Regions from separate parts of the Mus musculus genome. Here regions 2 and 3 are each linked to region 1. The links are chromatin contacts, called in public Hi-C and promoter capture Hi-C maps. All regions are on one chromosome and are shown on one strand. The core of a region is the stretch at or near the end of the contact, and the rest is flanking DNA. Distances in the headings are between cores, read along the strand shown.

The links. Promoter capture Hi-C pulls out the DNA fragments that hold promoters and counts their contacts. A called contact is a pair of places that touch in the nucleus more often than the background predicts.
Region 2: a promoter capture Hi-C map of liver shows a contact between it and region 1, with 2.8 times the contacts expected there. The contact joins the promoter of Fadd here to the promoter of Mapk1ip1 in region 1. A contact is called at or near these places in 2 of 39 promoter capture datasets (liver and pre-B cells) and 2 of 484 Hi-C or Micro-C datasets (CD4 T cells and CD8 T cells).
Region 3: a contact with region 1 is called in a Hi-C map of B cells, with 5 read pairs. The contact joins the promoter of Plekha1 here to the promoter of Mapk1ip1 in region 1. A contact is called at or near these places in 2 of 484 Hi-C or Micro-C datasets (B cells and CD4 T cells).

What each region holds. Positions count from the first base shown.
Region 1 is chr7:138,844,966-138,847,665 of GRCm38.p6, reverse strand. It overlaps Mapk1ip1 (mitogen-activated protein kinase 1 interacting protein 1), which reads left to right and starts at 1,399. Exons shown (of 2, transcript NM_001045483.1): 1 at 1,399-1,709. It overlaps Ppp2r2d (protein phosphatase 2, regulatory subunit B, delta), which reads right to left and starts at 1,280. Exons shown (of 9, transcript NM_026391.2): 1 at 1,151-1,280; 2 at 962-1,054. The coding sequence starts at 1,157.
Region 2 is chr7:144,581,072-144,583,771 of GRCm38.p6, reverse strand. Fadd (Fas (TNFRSF6)-associated via death domain) reads left to right here and starts at 1,331. Exons shown (of 2, transcript NM_010175.6): 1 at 1,331-1,668. The coding sequence starts at 1,383.
Region 3 is chr7:130,864,365-130,867,064 of GRCm38.p6, reverse strand. Plekha1 (pleckstrin homology domain containing, family A (phosphoinositide binding specific) member 1) reads right to left here and starts at 1,341. Exons shown (of 13, transcript NM_001346515.1): 1 at 1,082-1,341. It overlaps Gm5602 (a long non-coding RNA gene), which reads left to right. Exons shown (of 4, transcript XR_869992.3): 2 at 352-918.

The DNA of each region.
Region 1 (2,700 bases), core at 150-2,649:
TTAAAAAAAGAAAACCGCCACTACTGTAGCGCTTCAGGAGACCCCATGACAAATAAGTTCCTCTTGCTCAACAACAAGAGGTGGAGATCCAGGGCTGACCGACGTCTACCTGGCCAGAGATTGGACTGGACAGACTAGCACACCTACGACCACAAACAGGGTATCCAGAGCACTCGGTGCTCCATCCCGTCCTGAGTCCAGTCCAGCATGGGCCCCCGGAGACTGATAACCCTGCATGGTTCTCCTTCCACCTTATACGGGTGCCAGGGAGATAGATGAAAGACCCTTTATATTGCATGGGCTCCCACATTAGTGTCTGGGACCTGATTTACCCCACAGGGCCTCAAGATCAACTGCCATGCCCCCCTATCTCTCTCCTTTCACAAAAATGGACCTCACCTCACCCCGTGGTACCAACTCCTAGCGGAATCCCGGGGTCGCTGCCTAGTGTCTACAGTCCTTTTTCTTCACTCCGTACAGACGCTAGTGAGACATGCATTTAAGATCGTTATACACCCCAGACTCCAAAGACCTGTGGCCGCATCTTCCTTACATGGCTCGATACCTCTGCCCCGGCCTTACCTTCTTACAGACCCTCGAGGCCGGCGTCCACGGTCGTCTCCCCATAGCCTCCCGAGGCTGGCCTCCATGGCCATCTGTGCCCACCGACCCCTGAGGCCGGCGTCATGGCCATCATCCCCATAGCCTCCCAAGGCTAGCGTCCACCGCCGTCTCCCCAACAGATCCCCGAAGCGGGACTCAGCCGCAGTCTCTCCCCAGCCCCGCGTCCGCAGCCGTCTCCCTACGGACACCCCTCCCTCTCTTCAGCCGCTGGCCGGCCGAGGGTCTCCCGGGACAACGCCGGTCAGGCGGGCAAAGGCGGCCGCGTCCGGACCGGCGGCTGAGCGAGCATGACCTTGCGGGGCTCGGGGGTTGGGGTGGGGTGTCGGTCGGGCCTCACCTTCCGCCACGTCCTCGTCGACAGCGCCCTTCACCTGCGAGAAGCACCACTGGAAGTCGTTGCCGCCCGCCGGGCAGCCGCCGCCTCCAGCTCCTGCAACAGAGCGCGCCGTCAGGCCGGCCCCGCCCCGCCCCACCACCGTCCAGTCCGCCCGCCCGCCCCGCTCGCTCGCTCGCGCACGGCCCTCACCTGCCATGGCGCGGGCGGGACGCGCCCAGCCGAGCGCGGCCGACCGAGGCGCTCCGAGCGCTCAGCCCCGGCCGCCACCGCCGCCGCCGCTGCCGCCACCGTCGCCGCCGCCGGGGAGGGAATTTTTTCCCCTTTTCAAAATGGCGCCCAATGCCCGTCGCCCCGCCGGATGACGTCATCCCCCTCCGCCTCCTCCGACGGTCAGTGCCGCGGGGGCTGCCGGGGGCGCACCGTGCGCCGACTGCGTCTGCGCGAGCTGTCTTGAGGTTGGACCTACGTAGCCGCTGCGGTCCAAGGAGAGGAGTGTCTTGGACTAGTCCGCTGGCAGATAGAGGCGGCCTTCTCGAGTCGTGTCAAGGCTAGGACGCGACGCCCTCTACGTTCTTAAGGCCTCAGACTTTCTTCTGCGGCCGGCTGGACTGGATGCTCGAAGGCCTGGGCCTTTCCTACAGCTGAGCCAACGGGAACGCGGAACCTCCGTGGATCTGCCAATAGAGAGCGCTCGGCCGTGGGCAGGCGGGGCCTCTGATCCCCGGAGCACCTGGAACCCAGCACCTGCGTGCGTAATTTTGCCCATCATCCAGGCTCTCTTGCCCCCAGAATCTTTGATCGTAGCTTCTGAGCACTGATCTCATCAGAGTGCTACTTCAGGGATTCTTTGAGCTCTCAGTATAGCCCCTAGGGAACCGTTCTCGACATTTGCTTTATTTGTGGGTGTGTTTTTCTAGCATGAAGAGGAATTATTTGTTCGTGGGCTTGACTTATCCGAAATCACTATGAAGTTGGCAGTGAGCGTACTGCACCACTAGAGGGCAGTTGTTCCAAACCAGAGCATTCTCCACTTCAAAAATGTTTTGCCTTTTAGCAAGTGCTTTTTCTATTCTCAGTCTTGGCTGGGATGCTGCTTGTGTAGAGGTGATGTGTCTGTCCTGGTGGAGTTTACTCTTCAGCGGAGAAGAGACAATAAGAAAAACCTGGGGAAAGTTAAGTGGACTAGAGTTAAATACAACACAGAAGCAGGGGAAGGAGATTGGAGCAGTTGGTATCTTTAGGAGAGCAATTAGAGGAGATAAGAAAGAATCTCAGGCTGACGTCTTGGGCGGCTGCTAGAAATGAGAACAGCTAGTGCACAGGCTGGGCCACCCTGACCTTTTCTTTCCGATGTTTTATTTTTAATTCAATTGCACACACACACTTTGATTAGGGTCTTGCCATGTAACATGAGGCTGGTCTCTAAATTGAAATACGTCTGGTTCCACCTCGTTGGCGCTGGGTTTACAAGCACGGAGCACACCTAAGCTTGCTAATGTGTTTAAAGGGCAGCAAGAAGCTGTGGGGAGAACAGAAGTGGCCAAGGAAGGCTAGTCATAGCAGTGGAGGCAAGGTGGTCCGGGACAGAGCAGGAAGCTGTTTTCAGGGGGTGAACTCTGATGAGAGGGCTGGCTATGGCCAAGAGCTGGAGAAAGTCATGAAGAAATAGGGCCTTCCATCAGTAGCAGCACTCAGGGTTGTTTCTGAAAGAACTGTCTCTGAGTTAAGTAGGAGGATAA
Region 2 (2,700 bases), core at 82-2,581, 5.7 Mb before region 1:
TGTTTGCAACCAGACCCAGATCCTCTGGAAGAGTAACAAACGCTCTTAACCTCGAGCCACCTTTCCAGCCCCATTTGTCATTCTATACAGCCTCAGCTGTCTGTCTGGGCTACAGCGTGAGACCCTGTCTCAAAAATCAACCAAAGCACTGAACTTTAAATGGGTGAATTATAAGTCAATCTAAAAAAATATAAGTCAACCCTGCTGGGTATGCTGTGCATAACTGCGCCCCACTAACCTGGAGCTCAGCCATTCAGCTAGAGTGCCTGGCCACTGAGCACCAGGAATCCATCTGTCTCTGCCAAAGTTGGGGTTTCAGATGGGCACCTCCTTGTTCGTCTTTTTATGTGGACACCAGGATCTGAGCATGGGTCCTCAAGCTTGGGCAACAGGCACTTTTTAACTCATGAGCAGTACTTGGGTGTGGCTGTGGAATCAGTGTATTGTTAACGAAAGCTCAAAGCAGGGCAGTTAGTGTCTCTACAACCTCCGGCACACATCAACTTTTTCTGATGACAATATTCCAAATCCTCTCTTCTACTCATTTTAATATACATATTATTGGCCTGGGGGAATGGATTGGCGGTTAAGAGCACTGTGTTGCTCTCACGGAGAACCTGGATCCACACAAGAGTTCACATCCAAACGGAACTCTAGTCCTAGGGGTATCCATGCCCTTTCCTGTCCTCCGTGGGCACTTGAAGACCTGTAGGAGCACTAAACCACCTACAAATGCTCATACATATACCAAGGAATATTTAATGGTTTTTATATGTACGAGTATTTTGTCAGCATACCACAAGTGTGCTTGCCAGAAGAGGATGTCAAAGCCCCTGGAACTGGAATTACAGATGGTTGTAAGCCATCATGTGAGTGCTGGGAATTGAATTCGTGAAGGTCCTCTGTAAGAATTGCCAGTGCTCTTAACCCCTGAACTGTCTCTCCAGCCCATAAGTAACTCCATCCATCTCTCTCTCTCTCTCTCTCTCTCTCTCTCTCTCTCTCTCTCTCTCTCTCTCTCTTTCCTTCTTTCCGGTGATAGAACATGATCTGGCAGCCGTAGGCATCTGCAGCTGCTCTTCCAGCCCCCCCCCACACAGTAGGGCTGCGCAGCTCCTCAGAGCCCCAAGAGGATCCACGTTACACTTCTGGTGAACAAGATCTGTTCTGCCTCGGGGTGAGAAACGCGCGCGTAAGCTGAAGTCAACGCAGCTCAGCTGTCAAAGCTACTACAACAGCGGATGCCAGCCCGGGCGGAAGCGGTTACAGCCACATCCGAAGCGCATGCGTCTGATTTGGACATCCCGCGAGACGCTGGGCGGGAAAGCCTAAGGTGATTTCCTATGTGGGATCGCTGAGGGGCAGCCCGGCGTACCACTGCCATGGACCCATTCCTGGTGCTGCTGCACTCGCTGTCCGGCAGCCTGTCGGGCAACGATCTGATGGAGCTCAAGTTCTTGTGCCGCGAGCGCGTGAGCAAACGAAAGCTGGAGCGCGTGCAGAGTGGCCTGGACCTGTTCACGGTGCTGCTGGAGCAGAACGACCTGGAGCGCGGGCACACCGGGCTGCTGCGCGAGTTGCTGGCCTCGCTGCGCCGACACGATCTACTGCAGCGCCTGGACGACTTCGAGGCGGGGACGGCGACCGCTGCGCCCCCGGGGGAGGCAGGTGGGCAGGGGGCGGGGAATGGGCGGGGAGGCCTGGCCTCAGTGCACCCTCCACTGGCTCCGACTGGGATGGACTCTAGGGCACGCCCACTTTTTTCAACCGCTTGAGCCGGAAGCTGGGAGGTCTTGTTTCTTACTGGCAGTGCCAAGGTTGAACCCAAGGGTTCGTGCCACTTGCCCAACCCCAGTATTAACTCGCCTCAGACCTGCAGTGCTTCGTTGGAAAACTCAGCTAAGAAGTGAATGTGACTAAGGCATCTTAACCCCAGTGAGGGTAGCGTTGAAGAGTGGGCAGAGGTCACGTGTGCCGGCTGCTCGGCACCATTTCCGTAGTGGGAGTGCCTGTGTCCAAGACTGCCCTTCCTGGCCAAGGAAAGATTGCGCGGCGGCTGTGCTCTCTGGTCCAGAGTGCAGTGTCTGGTTATCGGCAGTTACTTCTGTTTTGCGTAGAGAGGAGGCGCTATGCCTCCCCATAACGCACAGTGGATAGCAGCCACAGCTGAGCAACACCAGGCTGGCCTTGGGATGTAGATACAGATTAAGCATATATTAGACACTTGATCACTTGTGACAAATACTCGAGAAGCCATTTAAAGGGGCAAAGGTTTATTTAGTTCCTGGTTGGTTGTCACCGTTGCTCTTTGTCTACAGTGACACAGAACATCAAAGCAGCTGGAGGGCCTGTGGAGTAAAGCTTCCCACTGCCGGTGTGTGCAAGATCCACACGAAAATGGATTGTGTATTCACATCTCCAAGGCATTCCAATGTTTGTTATTGTTACAGGAATCCAGTAAAGGGTCTTCAGCCACTGCCCAGGGCTCCCTACAGAGATTACACCTTGCCTGTGTCTAAGCAGGGGCTCCAGAGTAGCACAGAGACAGATCTTTTGTGGTGTCTGGTCAAACCAGCAAAGGTCACAGTGTAAGATGTAGCTTTGGGGACTTTGGCCAACCCACTATTGAGCGGGGTGTTAGGGCAGCCCTGCTTTTTCCCTCTGACACTCCAGTCCTCAGTTGACAGTCTTCTAAGCCAT
Region 3 (2,700 bases), core at 92-2,591, 8.0 Mb after region 1:
AATAATAGTTCATCTCCAGCTGTAAACTAAAAATGGTTTTTCATTTTACTTCCAAAGCGTCTGAGTCACTTAACACTCTTCTAAACTTCGCTACAGATTCGTCCAGTGGCCGTCAACGTAAAAAGCCTGGAAGCTAGAGAGCAGATCACTCTACAGTCTTAAGACAATGGTATAAACCTTGGAGTGGGCTATTTGTTCCGGTCATTAAACACACAGGAAATAAGCTTTTCTGGTTAGAAAACTAATTTACAAAGGGCAATACGACTTCACAAGAGTACAGAAAATCTTATTAAGATAGATAACGACCAACTCATCCAAGCAAGTATTAGAAAGAACGGGAAGGCGAACTAGAAAACGAAATGCCATAAACTACCTGGTATCTGTTCCTTAAACCTGTCCTCGGGACTCGGTCCCAGACAACATCAGTTTCTGAATTTACTCGGCCCTCGGTGGAGCCTCAGCTTGGGTGTCGAGCAGAACGAGGATTCTACCAAAAGCGGAGCACCGCGAACAGCAGCAGGGCGCTTTCAACCTGACACCACTTTCTCCCCGGACACTCTCCCGGGAGGGTCAATAGAAAGCATCCGAAAGGAACCAGAAGCCGAGCAGGGCAGCCCTCTTCCAAGTCCCGAACCCAGAGTTCAGGCGCCTCTCGGGTCCCACCCGCCTGACCTTGGCCAGGGCACTCCCAACCCTGCCACTCTCTCGGTCCGCACACGCGGGGAAGCCGGGCTGTGCGGGAGCGAGCGGCGCGGATGGGGCGGACACGGCCCTGGAGGCGCGCCGCTCCGACAGGCGTCGCCACCGGGATCCCCGACAGGGGCCGAGCCACGGCGACGGCAGCGAGGACACCAGGGGCTGTGGGCCTTGGCGGGGACCCGCAGGGCTGGCGTCGGGCGCAGAGGAACCCGCGCACAGGTGAGTCCGGCCTCGCCCAGGTGCGCGCGCCCGCGGACGCGCGAGGAGGCGCGGCCCCGCGCCCCCCTCAGCAGCCGGTGGCCGCCTCAGCCTTGCCTTCCTCGCCCCGCTTTCCCCTTCCACACACGCACACCCGAGCTGCACACCTCATGCCCCACTTTACCGCGGCCTCCGCCCGGAGCACCCGCGCCACCGCGGTCCCGGCTCCTTCAGGCACCCAGCTGCCGGGAGCGGCGCCCACGACGGCCCGCCCGCGCACTGCGCACGCGTGCACGCGCTGCCTCTACCAGACCAGACAGCGACTGAGATTCCGGAGCGGGCACTCCCTACCGCGAACACTACAAGTCCCGACAGGCTCCGCGCACGCCCGGCGGCGTGGCGGGCAAAGGAATCGGGCGTCTTCCTAGTTCCAGGGTGGTGGCTCGCGGCCGCGCGCGGGGCGCTGGGTTCCCCATGCCGCGCTGCATCCTGGGGCTTGCAGTTTTTGAGGACCACGAGGCTCGGCTTAGGACGTGGAACTAGAGGTTCTCTGATGTCATCACCTAGAGCTGCGAGGCACAGGGATCTTTAAAAATAGGTTTGGTTCCTTTGCAGATAATTTGCAAGCTGTCCCATAGTGGGTACAAGAAACATAAAATTCACTGGTTGTGCACCAGTTTTTTGCTCCTAACCATTTCTTTCTCAAAATGCAATTTCACCTCATCCTTAAAATAGTGGTATTAATGCAAGAGGCCAAGGAAATTTAAAAGGATTGCTCAAAACTCTTTCAAGGAGATATTTTAAAATATTCAGCCTATTTGTTGAGCAACCTCAGTGTATGAAGTCCCTGCCCTCGTGGAGCCTGTGTTTCATAAGGGGAGCTAGCCCTTTACAAAATACAATCCTTATACATTTTAATAAGTGGAAGAAAAGAATGAGCTTCAGAGATAGAGATAGGGAGGCAGGCTTCAGAGAGGATGTCCTGTCCAGCAGCATTCTCTAAGGAAGAGATATTTCAGCTGAAACCTGAAGAAGGTGAGATATTTAAACATGCAAAAGAACTGGGAGAGAATTACATACCCCACTTTTCCCAGTGAGTGACACACACTGAGGCTCTCAATAAACGTTTGGGGGTTTGTATCCTGCACAGCTGGGGATCATGCCCTCTCACTTGAGAGTGTTTTATCAACCTTTCTCATGACAAGGTTCCTCTGTCGTGTACGTGGGACAACTAGGCTATGCTAGATGAGAGACTGGAGGGGTAGAACTGGCAAACTGCCCGTGCTGACTCTCCACCTCAAATCTCCAACATCGAAGACGATCAGCACCTTACCTTCTTAGAAATCTCAGCTACACAGCCTTGCTGAGGGCCATCTGGCTCTTCTTCAGGTGGGAGCAAGAAGACTCCTTTCCTTATCTACAGACTGGTTGAAAGAGTCCATAGAGTTGCCAGCGCAGCCCTTTCATTTGGCCCATGCACTGGGCTTTTGCTGATTTAACTGAATGTATAGATGAAGTTTTAAAAAAAGTTTTCACATAAAAATCCAAATGTCACCTGATTTTCTCAGGTTTTTTGAGCTAACTTTCCTTGGCTTGAAGATCTGAAAGAAATTCCTGGCTTTTCAGCCCTTGGAGCCCTAGGAGATTCCATTGGGAGTGATTAGAATGTACATAACGAATTGGCTGTTTGCAAATCTGTAACAGAGAAAAGCAATTAAGTTAGGATGGGCTTATTCTGGCTCACAGGTTGAGGGTCTGCATGGTTCATCCTGGTAGGGTAGGTACGGTAACAGAAGAATGAGG